Regions from separate parts of the Gossypium arboreum genome. Here region 1 is linked to region 2. The links are chromatin contacts, called in public Hi-C maps. All regions are on one chromosome and are shown on one strand. Each heading gives the region's core, a stretch centred on a gene start, on an enhancer-like site or on the middle of the called end of the contact. The rest is flanking DNA. Distances are from core to core; before and after follow the strand shown. Region 1 has its middle 19 kb from the start of LOC108480500. Region 2 holds the start of LOC108480160 (probable protein phosphatase 2C 4).

Evidence for each region. Hi-C and Micro-C count contacts between places; a contact is called where the count stands out from the background.
Region 1: a contact with region 2 is called in a Hi-C map of leaf, with 4 times the contacts expected there. The contact joins the enhancer-like site here to the promoter of LOC108480160 in region 2. A contact is called at or near these places in 3 of 5 Hi-C or Micro-C datasets (all in leaf).

What each region holds. Positions count from the first base shown.
Region 1 is chr1:8,371,512-8,377,577 of ASM2569848v2, forward strand. No RefSeq gene overlaps it. Among protein-coding and RNA genes, the nearest start is that of LOC108480500, 19 kb to the right of the region's middle. Within about 2 kb of position 4,065, at least 1 of the 2 cell types and tissues checked has an H3K27ac peak or open chromatin away from gene starts, as enhancers often do. A contact at or near this core is called in leaf, where this site is marked.
Region 2 is chr1:8,332,281-8,338,165 of ASM2569848v2, forward strand. It overlaps LOC108480160 (probable protein phosphatase 2C 4), which reads right to left and starts at 1,966. Exons shown (of 4, transcript XM_017783057.2): 1 at 43-1,966. The coding sequence starts at 1,740.

The DNA of each region.
Region 1 (6,066 bases), core at 2,815-5,314, 41 kb after region 2:
ATTGGAGCTTTGTCATTAGTGGGTCTTTCTTTTATTACCATCGTGGACTTTGTTTTAAAACACTCATCATTTTATATAAGTAAACACGAAACAACAATCATGATTTACTTAATATCTTTGACACAATAATAATATAAATTTCATCTCTGTATTAACTCAATTAACACATTGCTATTCTATTTTTTTATTTTTTAAATTATAGGTTTTAAACTAAAATTCATCATGGGTAGAGTCGGGTCAGGCCGATATTAAAATTTAGGCTCGTTTTTTAGGTTTTGGGTTCAGTTCGATCCCAAAAATAAGCTTAAAATTTTGCACAAGTTTGACTTAAATTAAAAATGTTAGACTCAAACCCGACCTGGCCCGCTTGTATTAAATTTTTATACTATTTTATATAAAAATAAATTTAAAAAATATCATACATCAAATACACTAAAAACATTAAAATAAATGTTTCCCAACAAATAGAGAATACATTAAAAAATATATTTATACTTAAATAACACTAAAAATTGTAACTTAGCAAACAAATCTCTCTAAAATAATAGCAAAATTAACAATAAAATAAAAGTTATACAATATCTAAAAGAATAACAACAAAATATTAGTAATATAATAGCAAAATGACAGCGAAATAACAACAAAATGGCAGCAAAAAAACAGCCGGAGAAAAAATTTAAGCAGATTTGGGCTGGGTTGAGCCCCAGCTAAAAATCGTACCCAAGGCTAGACCCGTTTGAAAAATAGGTCTTATTTTTTTATCCAAATTCATTTTTTGGGCTTATATTTTTTTCAAACCCTTATATTTTTCAGGTAGAGCTTTAAGCTTAGAAAAATAGCCCAACCTATAATTAGTTCTAATTTAAATATTGTAGGTTTTTTTCTCTTCATTTAATTAGAATTTGGGTTATAAATACTTTAAGAAAAAAGTATATTATATATAGATAAATAGTAATATACAAATTGATAGATGCTTTGCTGACTCATACTACAACAGTCTATTTCATTGTCTTCTCTTCTTTCTATTTGGCATAATTTATCTAATCCACAATTTTATTTAGGGTTTGAGAGATTCATGTTGTTTATGTTTATCTAAACCCAAATTTTGAAATATTTTTTAGGTAATTATAAATTAATGTATACTTATTACATGGACAATCAAGATATAATACTATTAGTAAAATTTAGAAAGTTTTTTTTCTCTTATTATGTCAATTTCACGTGATTCATATATAAATATATATTTACAATTTAATTTACATTTCACATTATATTTAAATCAAATTAATAGGTAAACAGATAAAATAACTTAATTGATGCTTTTAAAATTCAATTTAAAATATTTTAAAATTTAAAACAGAAGTAATTAACCCATTTTCTAGGGAGAAAAAACACTTAATATTGAGGAATAAACAATCTAAAAATCACAATTCTTGGAACAAAGGAATATATGCACTCTTTTTTTCGTAAAAAGGGTGTTAGATACCTAACACAAACATCTGAAAATACCTAATTTAACCTGTCTTATCTGAATCCTGTTTTTTTATCTTATCAATGCTTTAACTTTCAACTCTTCACAACAAAACTAAAAACCCATTTTTTTTCCTTTGCATATTTTACAGTGAAAATATCGAATCATCACATGAAATTGGTAAATTTTTTTTATAAAAAAGAATGTTACCCCCCCCCTTTTTGACTTCTAAAAATTCTACCTTTCTGCTTGTGGTTTCAAACTGGACAAGCAAAAAGGGAATTCAAACACGTTCATGATATTTAATATTTAATATTTGGTTCAAACTACATCAAGAATGGTTTTTTTTTTTTTTTTTTTTGTGAAAGTTGTTAGGAATTTAATAAATTGTTGTTAAATTAGTTCAAACTTTATATGAAGGTAATGTTTTTCCAATATTTTTCATTCAAAATATTCAAATTTAAAATTTTAATTAAAAATATTAAATTTTTTATCATTTTAACTCGGCTTAGGAGTTGTAGCTTAATTTACAAGGAATTGGTGAAGGTTTTAAGAAAGCAAAAAAGAGAATGCTAGCCATTGAGTAAACACACTATCCAGAGAGAGTTTGACTGGAAATTAAAATCAATTAATGACAAATTGGGGGAGGCATGAGCCACCATGGTCATTGTCATCAGCTATCAAGATCACCACCATCAGTCCCCACTAATTAACATATTCTCACTATCTTTTACATATTACTAATATTTTAAAATTTTAGATTAAATTGAAATTTGAAATAATTTAATCTGTGAATCTAGATATGATTTTAATGAAAATGTGATTTTAAAATGACTTTAAAATTTAAAGAACAATAAATTCAAAATCGATACATAGGTCTAATTCAATATCAAAACTTTCTCAATATTCTCTTTCTTTTCATCTCTTTGTCTAAAACTATTTACAATATATATCAACTTCTTCATTTAATGATAAGAATTTCAATGAAAAAATCATTAAGATACTCAAATATATTTGATTCAAATTGTCCAAATGAGCACTTCTTTTATAGTGAACGACAAAATAAAAAATATTACATCAAAAAGATTAAAATTGATTATAAATATTGAGATTCAAATACTAAACTCAAATGAAATAATAGAATTAAACTCTAAGTTTTTGATTTGAATCGATCTCCTCAGATTATCTACGATTTTGTTTTATCCAATTTTTATGTGATATATATATATATAGAGAGAGAGAAAGAGAGTTCGTTAAATTCTTCTATCAATTACATGTTGAATTGCAATTGACTTAGCAATTAAAAAGTTTTGCATAGCAATGGCTTGTAATGAAACATAGGTAGGCTCAACCTCCGAAGTTTTAAAATCTTATCCACCAGGTCAAGTGGATCAGACTTTATTTGTAAGTTGGAAAGCCAAATGATCATGATCTGCAATAAACGTATTATCATCTTCACCAAAATGATGCATGAACATACTTATCAGTGCAGGACTAAAGGTGAACAAGTGTCCACGCACATAAGTTTGCATACAATGGACACCATTCTTGTCTATAATGGAATATCAAAGATTGAATAGAATTCAAGTACCAAATTCTTCACATAAGTTTTGGCATAGGATACAGAAAGCATGAGATCGTTTTGCTCCAGAAAATGTGAATACCATTCTCTATAAACTCATCTTTTTGGATATTTCTTTCATTGATAAAACTTTTCTCATCCATAATCTTCATCTCTTTTTTTTTTGCACATGAGTGTGAGTAAGAAATTGAGGTGTCCTCTATTTAAGATTAGGTTTAGTAACTTCAATAGCTTTATTCAAGATTTTTAGGGTTCTTCTGGATGAGAGGTGCGTTTACCTATATTTATCTTGACTGTTTTACTACGAATTGGCTATTGACACATTACCTTCATCATTAAAATCTTCAATAACAAGGTTTTTTTCCTTCACAATGAACAAATAAGTGCTTTCAATCTCATATAAATAATAAAATAAAGAAATATTTGTTAAATATTGCCGTTAATGTGAACTTTAATCTCTTTGAATTATGCTGATCAAATAAATTTTCACAAAAAATCAAATATGAAAAATTATACGAATAAGACTTCTTTTAAAAAAGTCTTCAAAAGAATCTTAATTTAATTTACTTTCTTCGTGATCCTAACTATTAAATTGTTAAAAAATATTGTCAAAGTAATTAAAGAATTTTTTGATAAAAGAATGTGAAACATATATCGCAAATTAGACGGCAACCTAAGTGAAAAACGAATTACAACAGACGTTGCATCCAAAACGTGCCATTGACACAACCAATATCCTTTATATTTCTTAAAGCCTAGTAAACATGATTTTTTTAAGCCAATAAATTACTGATTAAAGTCACAACTAACATGAATTAAAATCAATTTTAAAATTGACATAAAATTCAAATTTAGATTTTTTTTTTTTTAAAAAAAATGATTGTAAGCCAAAATCTTTACAAAAAAAAGATAATAAAGAAAGGGAACAATTTTTTAAAGGAATTGATGAGAAAGGGAAGCACGCGACCACTCAAGTGACATCTTGTCCGTGTCTGCCTAATCTAATCTTAGCCTTAGCTCTCTCAACTCCAACCACATGCGCCCATGGGGTAACATCTTGTCTTATGTGTCTCACCACTATTATTATTATTATTATTAAACTTTCCATATTCGACAGATGGATTAAACTTTCAATAAATTCGAAATTGGATTAGATTAAATTTAGAAAATTTTTTAGGGTGGTTGAAATTAAATTATAGTTTTGATGATAGTAAAATATAATTTTATCATTTAATAACTTATTTTTTATAATTTTAAAAATTTAAATTAATTTTTATTATTTTAAGGAGACAAAGTACAATTTTACTTTTATTAATTTAAAATTTTAAAAATTAAAAAATTGACAATTGAACTGATTTATTATTATTTTCATAATTTTATTAAAAATAATTACTATTAAATTGACAATGAAAATGAATTTATAATTTAAAATACTACTTGCCATTCAATCCAAGAGCCATATATAGGTCTTGACTTACTATTTTCAAATCAAATGGAGAAAGTTTATTTTTGTTATTTGGCTTTTGCAATTAGTTTAATGTTATGGGTGTTTTGAAGTTGTCAACATTGCTGAATTTCAACAATAACTCGATTGCTTTGACATTTTGGTTATCTCAAATGTTTCACTTTTATTCAACTTTCTTCTATTCTATTCTAGAAAATAGTATATACCATACTAGTTAAATACCAACATCTTGGAATTTTTAAATAAATAAAAAATTGACCCAAAATTTTTTTCTTTCCTTATGACCAATTCATTTTACTCATAAATTCAAATTAAATTGACCATGGGAACAAGTTATCTCCTTGTTTTAGGGTTTTCTTGGTGATCTATTATTATATTTGAAAAAAGTATGGTATTGACTTGAAATGAATGTTCAAAGTTGACACAACCCCCTTTGATTGAACCCAAATGAAAGCCCATTGGGTTGTAATTGTATTAAAATGGGTAATCATAATTGGACCATCGAAAGAGAACAAAAGATTTGAGTTGTAATTGTAATATGGGTAATCATTGTTGGACCATCAAAAAGGAGGGAAATTGTCTAATCCATCAATACAGATTCTATAGAGGTAATGAGATAATCCATGTTGCTTAAGATCAATTAAAAATATTGATTGCAAAATATAAATCTCAAAATAAAAATTCAGCTTTCATTTAATGTAAAATGTAATATGTGATTGTGGATTCAGTTTTAATTCGATTAGTATGGCCATTGTTGTTAATGCATGAAGATGTGGGTTTGAGCGCGCTGAAATATATTATTCTCCTATTTATGAGTTGAGGATGAACTATAGGTAGTTTTACGTATTATGATAAAAAGAGTAGATATAATCAAAACCTATAATAAAATTATTCAAAAAATTGTAATACGTGATTTTAACAAAATTATTTTAAATAGTTCAAAAGCGCTTTTGACTGTTAAAACAATTTTAATCACATTGATGCTTTTATAATTAAAAAACCTAATTTTAATGGGAATAATGGTAAAAGAAAAAAAACTTATTTATTAAGATTAATATTTGCTATACTAATGGTGTATCTTTTATTCCACAAAATTGTCATGTGTCTCTTTTTAAAATATTTATTTTCTTTAATATTTTACTATATCCTATAAGACACTTGGCAACCCTCTCAATCTACTTGTGAAATCTAAAAACTCCACTAACAGTGTACCAAATATTATTCTTATTTATTAATCTATTTTATATACATTAATGTATTTATTTAAAATTATAAATATCAAATATTTATTTTTTGTAATATTTATGTTCTTTTTCTTTTTGAAATTTATTTTAAATATATAGCACTATATATTCAAGTTGTAAGATTTATAATTTGTATGCATTTTTTTTTTTACAACGAAGATCCAAACTTAGGTTATTCTTAAGGAAGGTGAACATCTGACTAATGGGCCATAACTTAAGTGTCAATTTGTATGTGATTTTAATATCTAAAATATGGTATGTATATTCAAATTAAAATTTAAAAATAATTTATTTTAATTATTTT
Region 2 (5,885 bases), core at 716-3,215:
AAAGGGTATCTAAATCATTTGTTTTTGTGCTGAAATTTTTACCTCTTCAATACTGGTGCTATGATCCACACTAAGCTGAAATGCAGTTAAATCAGGGATTACATTAGATCTATCACCATCAAAACCTTCAAGATCATGCAATGTTTCTTCATTGATCCTCTCCAAATCTTGTCTAGCTTTGCCTAACCAATAATCAGGCTCAGTTTTTTGAGCCAAAACTGCCCTACTATCCCCAACATTCATCACATAAACATCCTCACCTTTCATCAACATAACAAGCACACAAGACCCCATCAAAGCCAGCTCTGGGTTCTCCATCAGCATCTTATCTGCTATATCCAAATAAGACTCCTCTGTTTTCATCAAAGCCTGAGACAAAGCTTTCAATACGTCCCCGTGGTTTATCGCCATCGATCTTGATCCGCCCGACTTGTTTCGACTAAGCTGTTCCTTTAACTTCCTATCAAGTTCTAATCTTTCCCTGTCCCATTCACACTTCCACCTCCTTTGATTCTCTTCCCACCTATTCATCGCTGCGCCTTTGTACTTTTTTGACTTCGAGTTCTTTCCTTTCTTTGATTTCGAGATTGAATTCGAATCAAAATTGGCATCTTCTTGCTCTAAACATCGGGAACAAGCATCATATGAACAACCCTTAGCTGATTCTAGTTCATTGCTCTGTTTTTCATCTTCAGGGGAAGTTGCAGGGGCTTGTTCGAATCCATCATCCCACAATAAACCCTTGAGTTCTTTATGAACATTGGAGTAAAGATTTGATAACAAATAATCAGGAGCATCAGGGCCGTTGAATCCATCATAAATCCCAACGAAAACCCACTCATGTTCCTCCGAAACAACGACATGTACCCGATCTTCGCCGGCTTTCCCCTGTGCCCATTGAAGATTTTGACTTTCCATTGACTCCTCGTCGTCTAAGCTACCTTCGCTGCTCAGATTCAAGCTGCTGACGGTTAAATTCTCGTTGTGATGGGGAATCGGGTTCTTTTCGGACCCGATTATCCATTCGGGTTCTTTAATTGAAACGACACCTTTAATCGGAGCAACGATAGAGTTTTGGCCGCGAGAAACGGTTTTCGAGATTGCTCTTTGGAGGATCCGAATTAAAGACCCTTTTCTCGATCTGGGTTTAAAAGCAAAAGCGCCATGGGAAAAGCTTCTTTGAAACTGATCGGAGAAGCCTTTTTCGAGTGGACCCGAAAATAACCCACGACTGTAATTGTTATTAACATTATCGAGGGGACCCGACATGAACCCTCTCTCGATCGGACCCGACATAAACCCTCTTTCCAAGGGACCCGAACCTGAAACTAGGCTACCGGACATGGGACCGGAAGAATTTATCAAGCTCTTAGGGATCGGCTGCAGCGGGATCGAGGAAAACGATGTGGTGCTCTCGAAAGCCGCCGCCCTATCGAAGCAGCCGTTGCTGTAGCTGACGTACGGGTCCACCAGCGCCGTCGAGAGCGGCGTGTACGTGTTGGCGCTGACGGAGGCGCCGGAGATCGTACGGAAAGTCGTGGTGGATTCCTCGGAATGGACCTTGGACGAAGAGAGTCGGGTTGGGTCGGGTCTGACGTAGCAAAAGGAGTGGCCAAGGCCTTCGTCGAGGGGATCCGATAGCAACATGGAGATTTCCTTCCGACGTCGAGCTTCTTCCCCACCGCCATATCCGCCGCCGCCGGTGAAACACACGCTTAACTTGCCGAAACCGTTACCCATAACCCCCCAAAAGAATTAAAAATAAAAATTCAATATATTTGTGTTCCCTTTTTCTCTCTTTTATTTTGCTCTTAAATTTTCAGGGGGAAAAGAGAAAGAAGATAAGAAGAGGAAGGTGAAGAAGAAAGGCGTTGACTTTTGGCAAGAAGAAAGAGAGAAGCTTTTCAAATTGAAGAAAAAAAAAACACTTTCTTTTGGGTTCCATTTTATTAGTGTTTTTATGCTTTTATTATTTATTTTAACTTTATTAATGTTTTGGGTGAAGTGAGTGGTGGGGGCGTTGACTAAGAAAGGGGTTTATATTATTAGTCGAGTTTCACAAAATTTGAAATATATATGCTTAAAATATGCTGTTAGTCCCTGTACTTTGACATAATTTAACTTTTAGTCCTTATACTTAAAAGTTAAAATTTTAACTCTCTTTTCTGATTTAAAAATTACAATCCACTCATTAACATTGTTAGTATTTCGTCAAAATTTGCATATAATTGACAAATTTTAACAAAAATTACAAGCAACAATAATTATTGGACTATAATGTCGAAATCATCTCGGATAGGAAAGAGCGTAAGATAAAAGCCAAAATCACTAACAAAAAATGGATTAGCAACAAAAGAATCCAATTCTTTTTTTTATTTATTTCCCGATATAAAATAATGAAACTTATTAATAGAATGACTATAAGAAAGATCCATTCATAGGCGATTTTTTCTGCTTCTAGAAATCCTATGCTAACCAGTGTAAGCAAAGAAATTACTAGGTTTCTAATAAATAGTCTAAGTGCTCTCCTCTCTTTACATAGAATTGAATTTTAACTTTTAAGTACAATTATAAAATTTCAAATTTTGGATGAGTACATATACTAATAGCATGTTTTAACCCTTTAATATAAAATAAAATTTTTAAGGTCTAACTATGCTTTTGCTTTCTATACTATTCTCACATTTAGAATTTAGTACTACTTTTAATTTTAAAATTTTAATTTTCTGAAGAAATTTTCATTAAATTGGATTTGTGATGTTTCTAAAAGAAAATTGCTCATGTGACTATTTTAAGTTCTGTGAAAATAATATATAAATTGAAATTAATCTATTTATTAAAACTGTACTTAAAAATCTTACAATCCCCAATCCAAAATTAGAAACCTTTCGATCCCAAATCCAAGATTTAGCATTTTATTTGTGTAATATTAGTTATGAGTTTCAAACGTAATTTTATTAATTAATTTAATGAATAAAACTATACAATTCAAGAAAAAAATAACAAAACATTCATTGTAAATGGTGGAGGACAAGCTCCATCAACATAATAAAGACTTTAGCCTCAGTATAAATAGAACATCATGACACGTTGACAATTGGTTTTGTCACAACTTAAGTACGACATATTTGGAGTGATTACAAGCAGTTAATACAATATAAAAACTAGTCCTGAATAGTTCAAAGCTACGAGCAAAAATCGACAAAAGAGTCGAGTATTTACCAAACTAGAGGGGATGACAATAAAATTATCTATAAAATCACTTGTAAAACTAAGGTTACATGCATAAGTAAGGCTAAAAAACTTGCTACAAGAGCAAACAAACATTTTTAAAACTGAAAACTTATTAAACAATGGAAAAACAAAAAAAAATATAAAACTTAAGACAACACGAGTTCAAATCAACTTATGAAATCATTTGTAATCCTTAAATACTCTCAAAACAGAAACAAATTATGAAGCTAACGAAGAGGCTCCTACTTTCCAAGAAAAACTACTGGTGGTCGGTGGAGTTTTAGCTAACGACAGGCGCTGTCATCTGTTCATCATAATTTGTGAAGATAACAAAGATACTCATAAAATAGATCTGTAAACTGAAAAAAGATAAAATATGTGTATTGAATGAGAAGAAAAAAGAAATGGTTAGTGAGAAGGAGAAAAAGACGGACAATAGACAACTCAAACGCGGACACCACCAAAGACAAAACCATATATAAACAAAGCCGCTTGGGAAACAAAATTAAATGAGAGTTCGAATTTTTAAAATGCTACATAATTTCATATTTAAATTTTTAAAATTACATTATCTTACCTTTGCATAAATTTGGTGGTGTTTAAGGGAAGGTTTATTATTGTAGTTTGAATAGAGTTTGTAAGTTAGAGAGCGTGGATTTCACGCTCTTGGACAAGTTGACAAATATTGTTAAAAGGGTTTTCAATTTTGATGGTACATTAATTGAGAGTGATAGTTTACGGGCTTATTTGTTTTAACAATTTGTAAATTTAAAATTAAATATTATTTTTGTTAATTAGATATATGGTATTAATGAGTGTTTTTAAGTCAAACATTTTGAAACACAAAAATATTACCAATGATTAATGATTTTGCTAACATTTCCTTTCAACTACATCATTTTATTATAATACTTACAGTTTTTTATATTAGCTTGGTATCTTAATTTAATATTTTTAATATAGTATTTATATTATTTTTGTCTACTTTGGCACTCTCTTCATTTATTTATTTTTTGGTGAATAAAAATACGAGATAACTAAATTAAACTAAATGATCAAAAGCACTCAATCTTTCTGAACACTAAACGATCAACGAATTGATTTCTCTCCCTAGGGACATACGTAAGCACCTAATGTTCCTTGCACTGTAACATCTATTGAATTCGTCGAAGCAAAGCTGAATTCGATGTCCCCAAGCAGCCATCGTGCAAATATATTCTTCTCTATAACATCTTTTTTGTCTCAAATTTTAGTACAATTAATTATGTTCTTCAGTCAAATATAAATAATAAAATTTAATTAAGATACTATATCAATAAAACCTTTAATTTTTATACTAAATATATTAATAATTGTATTAGAAAAACATTTTAATAAATGAAATTATATTTGTAAACTTGTTTAAATCTCAACAATTAATATTCTTAATATATTATGATTTTAAATTTTAAAATCTAAAAAGAATCAAATCGATCTAAACCTCAAATGTTGTTATAGGTGACTCAAATGACATTATAAGTGTATAACAATCACGTTTCAAGAACATCTAAAATTTTAATAGACAAATGAGACTATTATAGAAATAATTAGTTGGTACTATGTAATTTTAATTGTCATAACTTTTTAAATGCAATTTCAAACATATTATAGAGAATTAAATATTTTCATCATTTAAAAAAAATTGCTTTGGGTTGTCACTAAATAAAATTTTATTTTTGATAACAAGATGTACAAGCTTCAATTACAAGCTAACAGTAGTATCTGGGTTGGATGGCATAACTTGTCTGTTTGTTCGCAACTGATCATCTACTTGTGGATGGGGAACATGAAATATTCTCGTGCCTATAAGAAAACCTTTCATCAATCTAGTTAAAATATCAGCAGCCAAATTCGCCTCTCTAGATACTTGCTTAAAGAGCACTATCCATTCATGCTTGCATAGTTGTTGGATTTGCACAATCAAATCTCTATTAGAATATCCTCTAAAATCTTCGTGAACACCTTTGATAGCTAAAACACTATTTGTCTCGGTAATAATATTTGCCCATTTAACTTCCCAAGCTAATTGGAGGCTATCATAAATGGCTCAAAGCTCAGCTTGTAGTACACTGCATCTTCCAATACTTCTTTCTATTCCCCATATCCAATTACCATGCTCATCTCGTGCCACCGCTGCCGACCATGTAGAACCTGAGTTCAAATTGCGAGCACCATCAATATTTATTTATCATATATAATCAAATCTAATCAAAATGTTGCTCGTATTTTAATTTATTACGTATTTATTATATTTAAACTTGGGTTTAAATTTTTTGTTTAGAGTTAATTGCACGCGCCAAGTTAGAGAATGGGGAAGTGGTTTTGGTGAGAAAAATTGAAAGGTCATAAATTCTGGTAATAGCCATCAAAGTCAAAAGAGCCACCCACAAGAAAAACACTCCTTAATTGTGCCTGGAAAAGCGTGCCACCATCACCGTTGGATCGAGATTATTTATTATTGAATAAGGCAGGGATGAATGACACGTTTCACGAGTATTTGACTTCCACAGAAAATCCCTTTTGTCAACGCCAGGTTTTCCGAGTACAACCCGCAGCTCTGCTTGACTTTTTGTTTATATTAATTTTGATTACGAATTAGGATTTACGGAATA